4 separate regions of the Sus scrofa genome follow, and regions 2, 3 and 4 are each linked to region 1. The links are chromatin contacts, called in public HiChIP or PLAC-seq and promoter capture Hi-C maps. All regions are on one chromosome and are shown on one strand. The core of a region is the stretch at or near the end of the contact, and the rest is flanking DNA. Distances in the headings are between cores, read along the strand shown. Region 1 holds the start of GRPEL1 (grpE protein homolog 1, mitochondrial). Region 2 holds the start of KIAA0232. Region 3 overlaps KIAA0232. Region 4 has its middle 11 kb from the start of TBC1D14.

What was found. Promoter capture Hi-C pulls out the DNA fragments that hold promoters and counts their contacts. HiChIP or PLAC-seq counts read pairs in DNA pulled down with a chosen protein or histone mark.
Region 2: a contact with region 1 is called in a promoter capture Hi-C map of liver, with 4 times the contacts expected there. The contact joins the promoter of KIAA0232 here to the promoter of GRPEL1 in region 1. A contact is called at or near these places in 3 of 5 promoter capture datasets (fetal liver and liver), 8 of 47 Hi-C or Micro-C datasets (adipocytes, alveolar macrophages, fibroblasts and 4 more) and 1 of 2 datasets of contacts at active chromatin or transcription factors (alveolar macrophages).
Region 3: a contact with region 1 is called in an H3K27ac HiChIP or PLAC-seq map of alveolar macrophages. The contact joins the enhancer-like site here to the promoter of GRPEL1 in region 1. A contact is called at or near these places in 1 of 5 promoter capture datasets (fetal liver) and 1 of 2 datasets of contacts at active chromatin or transcription factors (alveolar macrophages).
Region 4: a promoter capture Hi-C map of fetal liver shows a contact between it and region 1, with 5 times the contacts expected there. The contact joins the enhancer-like site here to the promoter of GRPEL1 in region 1. A contact is called at or near these places in 2 of 5 promoter capture datasets (fetal liver and liver), 26 of 47 Hi-C or Micro-C datasets (adipose tissue, alveolar macrophages, blood and 13 more) and 2 of 2 datasets of contacts at active chromatin or transcription factors (alveolar macrophages and skeletal muscle).

Annotation. Positions count from the first base shown.
Region 1 is chr8:3,795,917-3,798,740 of Sscrofa11.1, forward strand. GRPEL1 (grpE protein homolog 1, mitochondrial) reads left to right here and starts at 1,394. Exons shown (of 5, transcript XM_003356847.4): 1 at 1,394-1,524. The coding sequence starts at 1,424. LOC110262050 (a long non-coding RNA gene) reads right to left here and starts at 1,313. Exons shown (of 2, transcript XR_002346550.1): 1 at 1,217-1,313; 2 at 1-1,018.
Region 2 is chr8:4,030,027-4,032,850 of Sscrofa11.1, forward strand. It overlaps KIAA0232, which reads right to left and starts at 1,369. Exons shown (of 13, transcript XM_021100968.1): 1 at 1,127-1,369.
Region 3 is chr8:4,008,560-4,011,383 of Sscrofa11.1, forward strand. All of the region lies in intron 1 of KIAA0232, which reads right to left. Among named protein-coding and RNA genes, the nearest start is that of KIAA0232, 21 kb to the right of the region's middle. Within about 2 kb of position 1,447, at least 1 of the 83 cell types and tissues checked has an H3K27ac peak or open chromatin away from gene starts, as enhancers often do. A contact at or near this core is called in alveolar macrophages, where this site is marked.
Region 4 is chr8:3,928,087-3,930,910 of Sscrofa11.1, forward strand. No RefSeq gene overlaps it. Among named protein-coding and RNA genes, the nearest start is that of TBC1D14, 11 kb to the left of the region's middle. Within about 2 kb of position 1,430, at least 67 of the 83 cell types and tissues checked have an H3K27ac peak or open chromatin away from gene starts, as enhancers often do. A contact at or near this core is called in adipose tissue, alveolar macrophages, brain and 9 more, where this site is marked.

The DNA.
Region 1 (2,824 bases), core at 144-2,643:
AACCAACACCACAGCTCACGGCAATGCTGGATCCTTAAACCACTCTGCTGGGCCAGGGATGGAACCTGAGTTCTCATGCATACTAGTTGGGTTTGTATTGACAGGAACCACACAGACGTGTTTTTTTTTTTTTTTTTTTTTTTTACAGTTGGTTTGTTCTATCGTGATGCAAATAAAGTCTACGCATTCCACTCCATTATGTTTTTATGCTTTTATTATCCGTCCTACTTTTTATTTTCCCTTCAAGCCCCTAACTAATAACTGACTCATGTGTGCAAGAGAAAATTCCACATTCTGGATTTGACCTTTTGCCTCCTTCTGCAGGTGGCACGGGGCCAGGCCCAGAGTAGCAGTCACCTAACATGATGAATGCTTTTAACGGGAACAAAGCAGAAGAACAGAGGTTTGACCCTTACACGTGTGACATGCAGGCAGCACTCCACTTGGGACACTGCAGGCTCCAGGGCCCATCCTGCGGAGAAGACGGGAGGTCAAGCAGTGCTGAAGCAGAGCCAGGACAGAGCTCCCAAGGGCGGCTCGCTTAGGGGCAGCAGCCTACAGAACAGGCAGCACCTCCCTGTCCAGCACCTCGGCTCCTTCGTGGCACGTGATACAGCGCGGGCCTTTGTTAGATTAACAAAAACATTTGTATTTATGAATGTTCACTGTGTCCCCAAAATTCTCCTCGGTGCTATTCTTACTGTGTTTTGTGTTTCACTGAGAAAATTAAGAGGGCAAAGAAAACAGCATGCACGCGGTCCTCCTCACCAGCACCAACGCTGCCGCGCGGTGTAGCATCTGCTTCCCGGTCGTGGGGTAAGGACGGCGTCTCCGCAGCCACCGGCCCTCCGCCCTCCGCCGCGGAGCCGCCAGCAGAAGGGGCAGAGCCCCCCCAGCGCTGTTTTAGCCGCACTTCTCTGCAGTGCTGCGGTTGCCAGTAGACGTGCTTTTGTCCTTGGCCTATGTGCATCTGTCCTACACTGACGCCCGGCGCGCGGCACCGTCCCAGGAGCTCGGGCTGAGAGCGAGAACAGGTCAAAGGCCCGCCCCAGAGCCTCGCCGGCTCCCAGAGCAAACTACGACCCGAAACACGCAAGGCGCAGCCAGACCGGAAAACGCGCTCGCGAGTCTCAAGGCCCCGAACGTACGCACTTCCGGCGCCCCACCCCCTCGGAGCGTCCCCTCCCACGGTTTCCTTCACCTTTCACCTCCTCACCTTCTGGGTCTCCCGAAGGCCTCAGACCCGCCCACCGGGAGAGAGGCCCGTGCTTCGTCAGGACGGGCATCATTGGTGAGTATAGTCTGTCCATCAGAGGAGAAGCGGCGGTGGATTGGCTAAGGAGAAGTGGTTGGGCGGGAAGGCCAGCACGGAGTCTGCGCGAGGGGCTGGGTCCCCGAGGGGGCGGGCCAGCGGCTCCCGCGCATGCCTGTGGCGCGCGCAGGGCTGACGGCGGCGGCAGTCATGGCGGCTCCGTGTGTGAGGGTGGCGCGGCGCAGCCTCTCGGCTTTAGCGTTGTCTCTCAGGTAAAGGGAGCCCGCTACTCGGCGTGAGGAGGGGCGCCATGCGCGTGCCGTCCCCGCGCGCGTCCGCCGCCGCGGGCCCTGCCTTGCTCTGTCCAGGACGTGGGTGTCGTGGACAGCGGTTCCCGGACGGAGGGCACGGACACCACCCGGGCTGCACGCGCTGTGGGGCCGGAGCGAGCGGGACGGCGCCCCGCGCTTGCCCGAGGCCACGCCGACGCGAGCACGAGCCGGGCCCCGCCGCAGGGCCGGCCGGAGGTGGCCGCGTGCGCGGGTCCCGAGGCGCGGGCAGGGGCGCACGGCCCCGGTCCGCCTCCGTCCCCGCCTGCCCGGCCGGGGTAGAAGTGCGGGGGCTCCGCGGCGGGGGTCACGGGGCGGTGCCCTCGCTTACCTTTTTCCCTTCTTCCGTGTTTGTTTAAACTCGAGGCTTCTGCTTTTTCAAAGTCCAGCCGCTTGAGTTGGGGCGGCCAGTGCTTAGCACACTCTGGGTGGGAGGCGCTTCCCGGAACCGGGTTATCCATTAGAGGAGCTGCCGGACGGGACCTGCGCCTTCCCCGCAGCAGCTTGTGGGGCGGATGGGAGGCCCGGCCGGTGAGCGCCGCCCGCGGTCGGGGGACGGGCCGAAGCCGCGGTTCTGGCCAACCCCCCGGCAGCGCCCGAGTCGAAAGGAGCTCGTGGCTTTGCCTCTGGAATTAGTTGCCGGGAAGGCGACGTCCAAGTCAGCAGGAGTTCGTCTCTGAGAACTGGTTTGTGGGAGGAATCCCAGGTGGGGGCGGCGGTCGGGAGAGCTGCCTTGTGCGCGGAGTTCTGAGAGTCGCTGAGCTCTCCGAGCCTCCCTCGGACAGCCCTCCCCAGCCGCCCACCCGCTAGACCGAGGTGGGCTCTGGCTGCTGCTGGAGCCTCTGGTGCTGCCGAGGGGGCTCTGCCCGAAGCATGTGGCTGTCACACCCAGAGGTCAGGACAACGGGAAAACATGACAGGCTTCGTAATGGTTTTCAGATTATTCTTTTCATGACAAAGGTAAAAATAACGAAAAGGATTTTGCCTCCCCCCATCCACAGACTAAGGGACCCTTCCTTTCTACAGGCTTCAGACCCATGTGCCTACACAGGATTTCTGGTTTGTCTTCATAAAAACGGGGTCTTGTTTTCTGTATTTCTCTAAGTTGCATTTCTTTCTCGCCTTTTTTTTTTTTTTTTTTTTTTGGTTTTTTAGGGCCGCATTTGCGGCATATGGAAGTTCCCAGGCTAGGGGTGGAATCAGAGCTACAGCTGCCCTCCTACAGCGGAGCTCATGGCAACAC
Region 2 (2,824 bases), core at 119-2,618, 230 kb after region 1:
CCTCCCCCCACACCAGTCTTCCACCCCTGCTTTTTTTTCAAAACGAGCGAAGACCCAGAGAAGCAAAACTCATTCTCAGGAACTTGAATGAAGCAGCCAACCTAGACAGCCAGGAATCCTCCCCGGGTCTTTATTAGCAGAAAGCACAGTGAGTTAAACCATTTCAAAGCACCGCATGTCCCCCGAGCCGCTCAATCTACACTCTACGAGGTTAGGTCTCCAGAGCTTGCCGAGAAAGGACTGAAACTGAAAGGTGGCCAAAGAGAAATCTTAAACCGGGCCTGTCACGATTTGGGGGTCTGCCGCCAGGCGCCAGGCAGGGCCTGTCAACCGCGCGCCGCACGCCGCGTCCCGGCGCGGCAGGCAGCATTTCCCACGCGACCACCCGCTCCTCGGACGCCGCCGAGCCGGCAGCGCCGAAGGGCCGCCGGGGCCGCCAGGGCTCGGGAGCCGCCCCAGCGGGCCCCGGCCCTCCCGCGCCGCCGCCGCCGCGGGTGACTTTGCGGGCCCGTCCCTCCCGCGGGCGGCCGTAACCTTCGGCGAACCTTGCGCCGCAGGGCCCGCCCCGCCGCCAGCGCCCGCCCCGCGCGCGCAGCGCCACCGGCCCGCAGGCCCGTCAGTCGGCGCCGGCCCCGCCCCGCCCCGCCCCTCCCCCGCCGGCGGTTTCCCTTCCCCGGCCCCTAAAGGACAATGCAGGAGGGGAGGGGGCGGGCGGACGCGGCGGGGCGAGGGCAGCGCCGCGAGCGCCCACCCGCCGGCCGGCCGCGCCGGGAGCCCCGCGGCCGCCGCTCCCCGGGCTCCGCAGCCCGGCCGCACATCCACTCCCCGCCTCGCCTCCCCCCAGAGAGCCGCTCCCAGCGCGGCGACACCGGCCCATTGTGCGGACTCATCGCCCGCCCCCCGCGCGCGCCGAGCCCGGCGCAGGGGTCCCCAGGGCGGGGGTCGCCGGGCCCGCAGCCCACCGCACGCCCGGGGCCCGGCCGGGGTCCTCGCGGAGCCCGCGGCCCGGCGGGACGGCCCGGCCTCCCTCAGGCCGGCCCCGGAGCCCCGCTGCGGCGGCCCGCCCGGCCCGGCCGCGCCTGCCGGGCCGAGGGGCCCCAGCCCACCCTGCGCCCGCCCGCGGTACCTGCTGAGCAGCCGGGCGGCGCGGCGGCCGGCGAGGGCGCCTCCTCGCTCCGAGGGCTCCGAGCCGCTGCCGAGCGCCGGGCGGCCCTGGCCTGCGCCTTACGTAAAGCGGCGGCGGCTCCGGCGCCACTCGGCGGAGGGCGGGAGGCGGCGCGCCGCGGCCGCTCCGCTCCGTTACCCGGCAACTGGCCTCAGCGCCCCGCCAACCGGGCGCGCTCCATATCCTTCCGCCCAGGCGCCGGGATTACATCAGCGCCACCGCCCCGCCCCGGGGCCCCGCCCCTCCAGCGGGCGCGGGGCCCCGGGGCGGGGGCGTGCGGGCGCGCGGAGGGCCCCCTGGCCCGGGCCAGCTCTGCAGCCGCGCTTGGGTCCTGAGAGGCTCGAGGGCCGGAGGCGGGAGCCCACCCAGTGTGCGAGTTGTCGGAGCCGAGGCTGCCCCTGCGGAGGGGCGCGTGGGGCTGCTCTTGGCAAAAGCCCTTAAACTCCGCCGCCACCCTTCCCGCCCCCGGGCCGCCTCGGCCGCTCCTGCTTCCCGGCACATGCTCCACCTGTCTGCGCCCCCCTCCTCGCTGCGTCCTGGGATGGCTGGAGTGGGCGGTTTAACATTTTTTTTAACCCAGAAGACAAGCTAAAGAAATGTGACATGGCTGTTTTTATTAAGTAGGCAAAAATAAATTCTGGAAGATTCGGAAGTGGGAACCAAAAATGTGCACTAACCTTTTAGTCAAAGTTTCTTCACACCCACCCACTTTACTTAAATGTGATTTCTAGGCCTGTCCTTAAAAAGGCAGCTTAAGTATCATAGGCAGCAGAGAGGAAGGAGCCCTGAGCCCGGGTGGGAGATTGCCAATTTACAAAAGAGGGACGAGGACTTGTGCGGGGGGGGGGGGGGGGGCGCTACCTGCCGTTGTTCAGTGATGTATCTGTTGAGCACCTACTAGATGCTGGCCACTGGACTTTTCTGTTCAGAACTGAAGCAAAGTTCCCATACCAGCTCACTGACAGACTGGAAGGGGCAAACTGGATCCTAGGGGCGGGGGTGCTGGAGGAATGGACCACGAACTATGTACAGACTGTCTACAAAGGGGTTTCCTGTACCCTTGTCCTTTGTTCTTGAGAAGAATCTTGGGTCAAGGCTACCATCCCCATTACTCGGGAGAGGAACTGAGGCTCAGAGATAGTTACCGATTTCTCCTAAACTTTACTGCTCGTGAGTAGGCGAGGTTTTCTGACTCCCCTAAACCATCCCGCCTCTTGCAGGATTTGGACCCAAGCTCCTGGCTCTGAGACCTGGGGTCTTCTCCCTTTACACAGCTCTCTCCCTTCATCAGCTTCCCCTCAATTTTCTTCTGTGGCATTCTTCTCAGTTGACTGCATCCCATATGAATCACAATGCATTCAATCAGTGTCTTCGGAGCACCTGTTCTGGGCCTGGCTGGAGATCAAACTCTGAAAAGAGGGAGAGAATGAAAGTGTGCACGCGGGAGTTCCAGAGTGAACTGGGTGCCAAGAAGGGACAAGTAGTGAGCTTTGGAGTCTAGCTCCCAGGTGCTCCCAGACCTGGGATTTCACAGACCAGTGAAATTCCCCCCCAGATATAGGGGATTTGCAGAGTGGTCAACTTTTGGCTTTTGCCACATTGTTCACTTTGTTGTCATCTACATTCATGGTTTTGTGGAAAGGACTTATTAACAATGAA
Region 3 (2,824 bases), core at 197-2,696, 210 kb after region 1:
AAGGCCTTGTACACGAGGTAAGCATTCAGCAGCCAAATCCAGGGTTGAAAGAAAAAGGTGACAATTTTGTAACTGTCACAAAACCAGTGTGAGGTGACAAGAATGGTGGTACCCAAGTGGTTAAACGTCACAGAATGCTAGATGTTATCCTACTGAAGAGGTGCCCAAAAGCTGCTGAGTCACAACAAAAAAAGAACCCTCAGTAAGCTCATGAGAAAACTGAGTCGGGGCATCACTCCTGGGACGCCTTTTTTTTTTTTTTTTTTTTTTTTTGTAGCTGCCCCTGCAGCATGTGGAAGTTCCTGCGCCAGGGCCTGAATCTGAGCTGCAGCTGCAACCTACGCCATAGCTGCAGCAACGCTGGATCCTTAACCTACCGTGCTGGGCCAGGGATCAAACTAGCACCTCCAAAGAGACAAGCCAGATCGTTAACCCACTGCGCTAAGTGGGAAAAGGGTCATTTTCCTGAAGCAGCTGAGCAGTGGCCTGCGACTTGTGACTGGACTTCTGCCCCTCAATCGAAAACACACCAGAAATGTGCCACCGGCACTTCCACCGAAATTGGCATCTGTGGTGTGAAAATCCCAGAACATCTCACGGGGGTTCTTACTTCAGGCAACAGCAGCTGCAGAAGCCCGGGTTCAAGGAAGCTGAGCGCTTCCATACAGAGAGAGCACCACGAGATTACAGAGTGGCACAAGTTTCATTAGAAGGCTGTGGACCGCAAATTCTGCAAGGATCAAAGCTGTTCATCAGCTCCAGGGCCACCTCCACTGTGTCTGCCTCCCAAATGGGATTCGTCCTCCCCAAGTGCTGTTCTAAACATCTTACAAAGAATCCGTGAGATAACCGATCCACTGGAAAAAAAGGCAGAGGAGCCTTGTCTCTTTTCTCTGTCTTCTAGAACGCAGCCTACTTGTGGTATGAAGGTTTACTTTTATTACAGAAACACCTCTGTGTCACACTGCTCAGTTACAGAACATAACAAGGTAGTAAGCAGCACTTAACCCAGATCACGTAACCACTTATTCGTCCATTCTTCCCCGTCTTATTCTACTGTCTCCCCATCCAACAATAGCTACTAACCTAAGTTGTCATTCCTTTGATTTTTTACAAAAACAAAACTTGTCACAAATGCATAAATGATTAAACAATACACTGTTCAGCTGTACTTTTTTTTTTTTTTCCAAAGGCCGCACCTAAGGCACATGGAGGCTCCCAGACTAGGGGTCCAATTGGAGCTACAGCTGCCGGCCTGCACCATAGCCACAGCAATGCAGGATGTGAGCTGTGCCTGAGACCTACACCACAGCTCAGGACAAGGCCGGATTCTTAACCCACTGAGTGAGGCCAGGGATCAAACCCACAACCTCATGGTTCCTCGTCAGATTCATTTCTGCTGCGCCACGACAGGAACTCCCAGTTGTACTCATTCTTGAGCGCTGTAACAACAGTGGTTCGACATATAGAATCTTCTGGGACTTCCCCTTTTTACTCAGCATTATGTTTCCACAATTCACTCACGCTCACCTTAATATTTTATAATATCCCACTGGATAAATACCATACTTTATTCAATCTCCTGTCAATGAACTTTTGAGGTGTTTCTAATAGTTTGCTCTAATAAACACAACAGCTAGGAGCAGCCTTGTACGTGGCTCTTGGTACACGTTCCTTCCAAGTACATACCCAGATGGGGGCTGTCAAGTTAGAGAAGAGGATAACCAAGCCTGAACTTGGCTAGACCATGTAACATTATATCCCCAAGTGGGCATTCCAGCACCCTACTCCAATCAGCAACATGTACAAGTTACCTGTTAAGCTACAGCTTCCCTGATACATGGTACTCAAGAGTCTTTTTTTTTTTTTTTCAGTGCAGGGAATGATAAAAAAAAAAACACCTCACGGAGATTGGAGATTTAATGATTTGATCTGCAGTTCTCTTATTAATGATGAGCACCTTTTCATGTATTTATTGGCTATGTTTCCTCTCGTCTGAACTACTCATTTTTCTGTTGGACTGTTTTGTTTCTGTGGATTTCTAGAAGTTCGTCATATATATGGACACTGATGGGAATCCCTCACCAGTTATACATACCACAAGTATTTTTCCCAGGGTGTGGCTCCTCATTTTCTTCCTTTCTTCTTTCCTCCCTCCTTCTTTCTTTTTTTGTCTTTTTTAGGGCTGCACCTGTGGCATATGGAGGTTCCCAGGCTAGGAGTCGAACTGGAGCTACAGCTGCCAGCCTACACCACAGCAACACTGAATCCTTAACCCAACGAGCAAGGCCAGGGAACCTGCATCCTCAGGGATGCTGCTCAGATTTGCTTCTGCTGACACCACGATGGGCACTCCCTCAGCATCTTCTTCATGCTATCCTTAGATAAAAATTTCTTGGAGCTCCCGTCGTGGTGCAGCAGCAACGCATCCAACTAGGAACCATGAGGTTGTGGGTTCAATCCCTGGCCTCACCCAATGGGTTAAGGATGCAGTGTTGTAGTAAGATGTGATGTAGGTCACAGATGCAGCTCGGATCTGGAGTGGCTGTGGTATAGGTCGGCAGCTGTAGCTCTGATTTGACCCCTAGCGTGGGAACCTCCATGTGCCATGGGTGCAGATCTAAAAACCAAGCAAAAAAAAAAAAAATTCTCACTTTAATATGCTGCATTTATCAATCTCTCCTTTTTATGGTTGACACTTTTTGCATCCTAAGACTCTGCTCAGCGTGTGTGCAGACACCAGAGTCTTTGCTCAGAGTGTGTGAACAGAGCAGCAGGGTCAGCATCCCTGGGAGCCTGTTAGAAACGCGGGCTCTAAGACCTC
Region 4 (2,824 bases), core at 180-2,679, 130 kb after region 1:
GGCCTCAGCCCCACAGCTCTGAGCCCCCTCCATGCCTTCCTCAAGGAACAGGGCAGCTCCCCATTCCCGCCACAGGTTCCCGCCTCTCAGTCCGCCCAGCGGGAAGGATCCCCAGGCCTGCGGAGGGGCTGCAGCCAGGAACAGGGGTCTCTGAAGCAAAAGGGAGCCCCTGGCCCGGGGACTAGGGGGTCCCCAGCGAAGGGGAAGTCCGTGGAAGGACAAGGATATGAGAAGCAAGGGGATCGGGAGCTCCGAGGCGGAGGGGCTTCCAGGGGGCTGGATCGTCTAGACGAAGGGGGACGGGGGAGTCGGGGAGAGGGGACGTCCGAGGTGGCGGAGGTCCCGCGGGAAGGGGACTTCAAGGTAGAGGGGATCCTGGCGGTTGGGGGGGCGGGGAGCCGCAACGTGGGGAAGGCCCCAACTGAAGGGAGCTCCGAGGTGCAGGGGTCCCGGTGGCCCCAAGGTAAAGGGGGTCCCGCGGGTCAGGCGGCGCGGCTCTGCGCGCCGACCGGCTCCGCTCCCCGCCGGAGAACCTGGCGCATCTGGAGGGAAAACTTTTCGTCAAGTTCCGGAAAAGGAGCGTGTCAGGGCGCGAAGGAGCAGACGAAGCGAGCTCCGCCTGGGCTCCGCGATGTTCCCCGGGCCCCACGCGCTCCCTCGGCGCCGGGGAAGCGTCGGTCGCTCGGCGAGGGGGCACCCGGGCCGGACCTGAACCCGCGCAGCCCGCCCCGCCCCGCCTCAGGCAGCCTCCCGGCTCCGGCCAACGCTGCAGCAGGTGGCAGCGGCCCCGCGCGCCCCGGCCCCCTCCCTCCCTGGCGGCCCGGCCCTGGCTGGAGGCCCTCAGTACCGGAGTTAGTGCGGCTCCGACGCCATCCCCGGGGCCCGCGGGCCCGCAGCCCAGGCCCCGCGGGACCCGCAAATTGCGCGGAGAGGACGCGGGGCGCTGCAAGCGGCGGACCGGCCCCACAGGTGCAAGCTAGACGCCCGCGGCCAACAGCTGCGCGCGCCCTCGCCCCGCCCCGCGCGCCCTCGCCCCGCCCCGCGCGCCCTCGCCCCGCCCCGCGCGCCCTCGCCCCGCCCCGCGCGCCCTCGCCCCGCCCCGCCCCTGCCCGAGCGGCCGCTCTTCCGCCCCGGCTGCCGCCCCCCGCCGCGCCGCCGCGGCTCCTCGAGCTCGACGCTCGTCTTGATGCCCCTCCTCCGGCCCGATCGACCGCACGCCGCTGGCCTCGGAGCTATGTTGCCGGCCCTTTTCTCTCCTGAAGGCCAAGAGGGACCTCGAGGGGTGGCCTAAGGGGATCCTCATGCCCGCGGAGCCCCCGTGGACACCCGCCAGGGGCTCCCTTACCTGATCGGCTCCACCCGCGGCCATCTTGGAAGTGGGAAGCGGTCGGGAGGGGGAAGGGGCACGAGCGGGCAGGGACCAGGCGTGGGGAGCCGAGCGGCGGAGCGCATCGATGAGCGCCCCTGCCCCGGAGCAGGTGTGCTGGGGAGGAGAGGCCCCGCCCCCACCTGACCGAAGGGATCAGATGGTCACGATCCGAGCTCAGTCTCCGGACTTGCAGCCTCGGGACTGTGGCTTTGACGAATTCCTGGCCAGCCATGGTCTCTTAATCTGTAAAACGGGCTTTTCCAGTACTTTTTTTTTTTTTTTTTTTGAGCTAGTTCAGAATGCATGGTCCCCCAAACTTGTCTGCACTTCAGTATCGCCTGGAGATTTTTGAAAATTTCAAAGCCCTTGGCACACCCCAGGCCAATTTCAGAGGCTCCGGAGGTGAGATACAGTTTTAGAAACTGATGTGCTGACACATTTGGGAACCGCTGGCCTAGCGTTCATGTGCGTTATTTCCCGTCAACATTACAGAAACTTAAGGGACAGGGTCTCGGATCAAAACCTACGTACAGAAGGTTGGGAGATGAAGTCTGTTGCCCCAGGTTCCAAGGCCGAACAGTAGCTGAGGGGTCAGAAGCCCGATGCCCCGCCCCAAGCCGCCTTGCAAGATCATGCAAAACCCTGAATAAGAAATCTCTTGTTCCCTGGTAATTGACCCCTTTCTCCTCCCTCTCCTAGAATGTAGGCTCCTTGGGCTGAACCAGGCTTATCTTGTTTACTGGTGTGTTCCCTGAATCTGACAAATAGTAAACACTGAAGTGTTTGTTGAATTCTTCTGAGGTGTTTGGGAGCTGGAAGGCCTGGGTTCCAGGGCTTCTACCACCCAAGGCCCCTGAGACTTGTCACAGGCAAAATGACCAGAGAGGAGGCGTTCCCATCGTGGCTCAGCAGAAACAAATCCGACTAGTATCCATGAGGATGCAGGTTCCACCCCTGGCCTCACTCAGTGGGTTAAGGATCTGCCATTGCCATGCATGAACTGTGGTGTAGGTCACGACACAGCTCTGATCTGGAGTTGCTGGGGCTGTGGTGTAGGTCGGCAGCTGCAGCTCTGATTCCACCCCTTGCCTGGGAACTTCCATATGCTACGGGTGCGGCCCTAAAAAGACAAAAAAAAAAAAAAAGATCAGATAGGAAACTTCATAGAGAGGAGCAGCTGCCTCTAGCAGAGCGGTCGGGGATACGCCTGGTAAGGTCTCCATCACAGCCGCTGGAGGCACGCAAATGGAAGGTTAATTTGTCTGGGCTATGCTCACGGGCGGCGGGCCAAAGAACCTGCGACTTGTTTCTCCTGCCTGGGTCGTAGCTCTAAAAACTCTGTGCACCTACCAGTTATGATGGCAGGAAGAGTGGAACTTTAAAATGGAAATCTGTTAGGAATACATAACAGCCTTCACAAGGCCAGGGCATGACAGTTTTATAAATGCTGACACT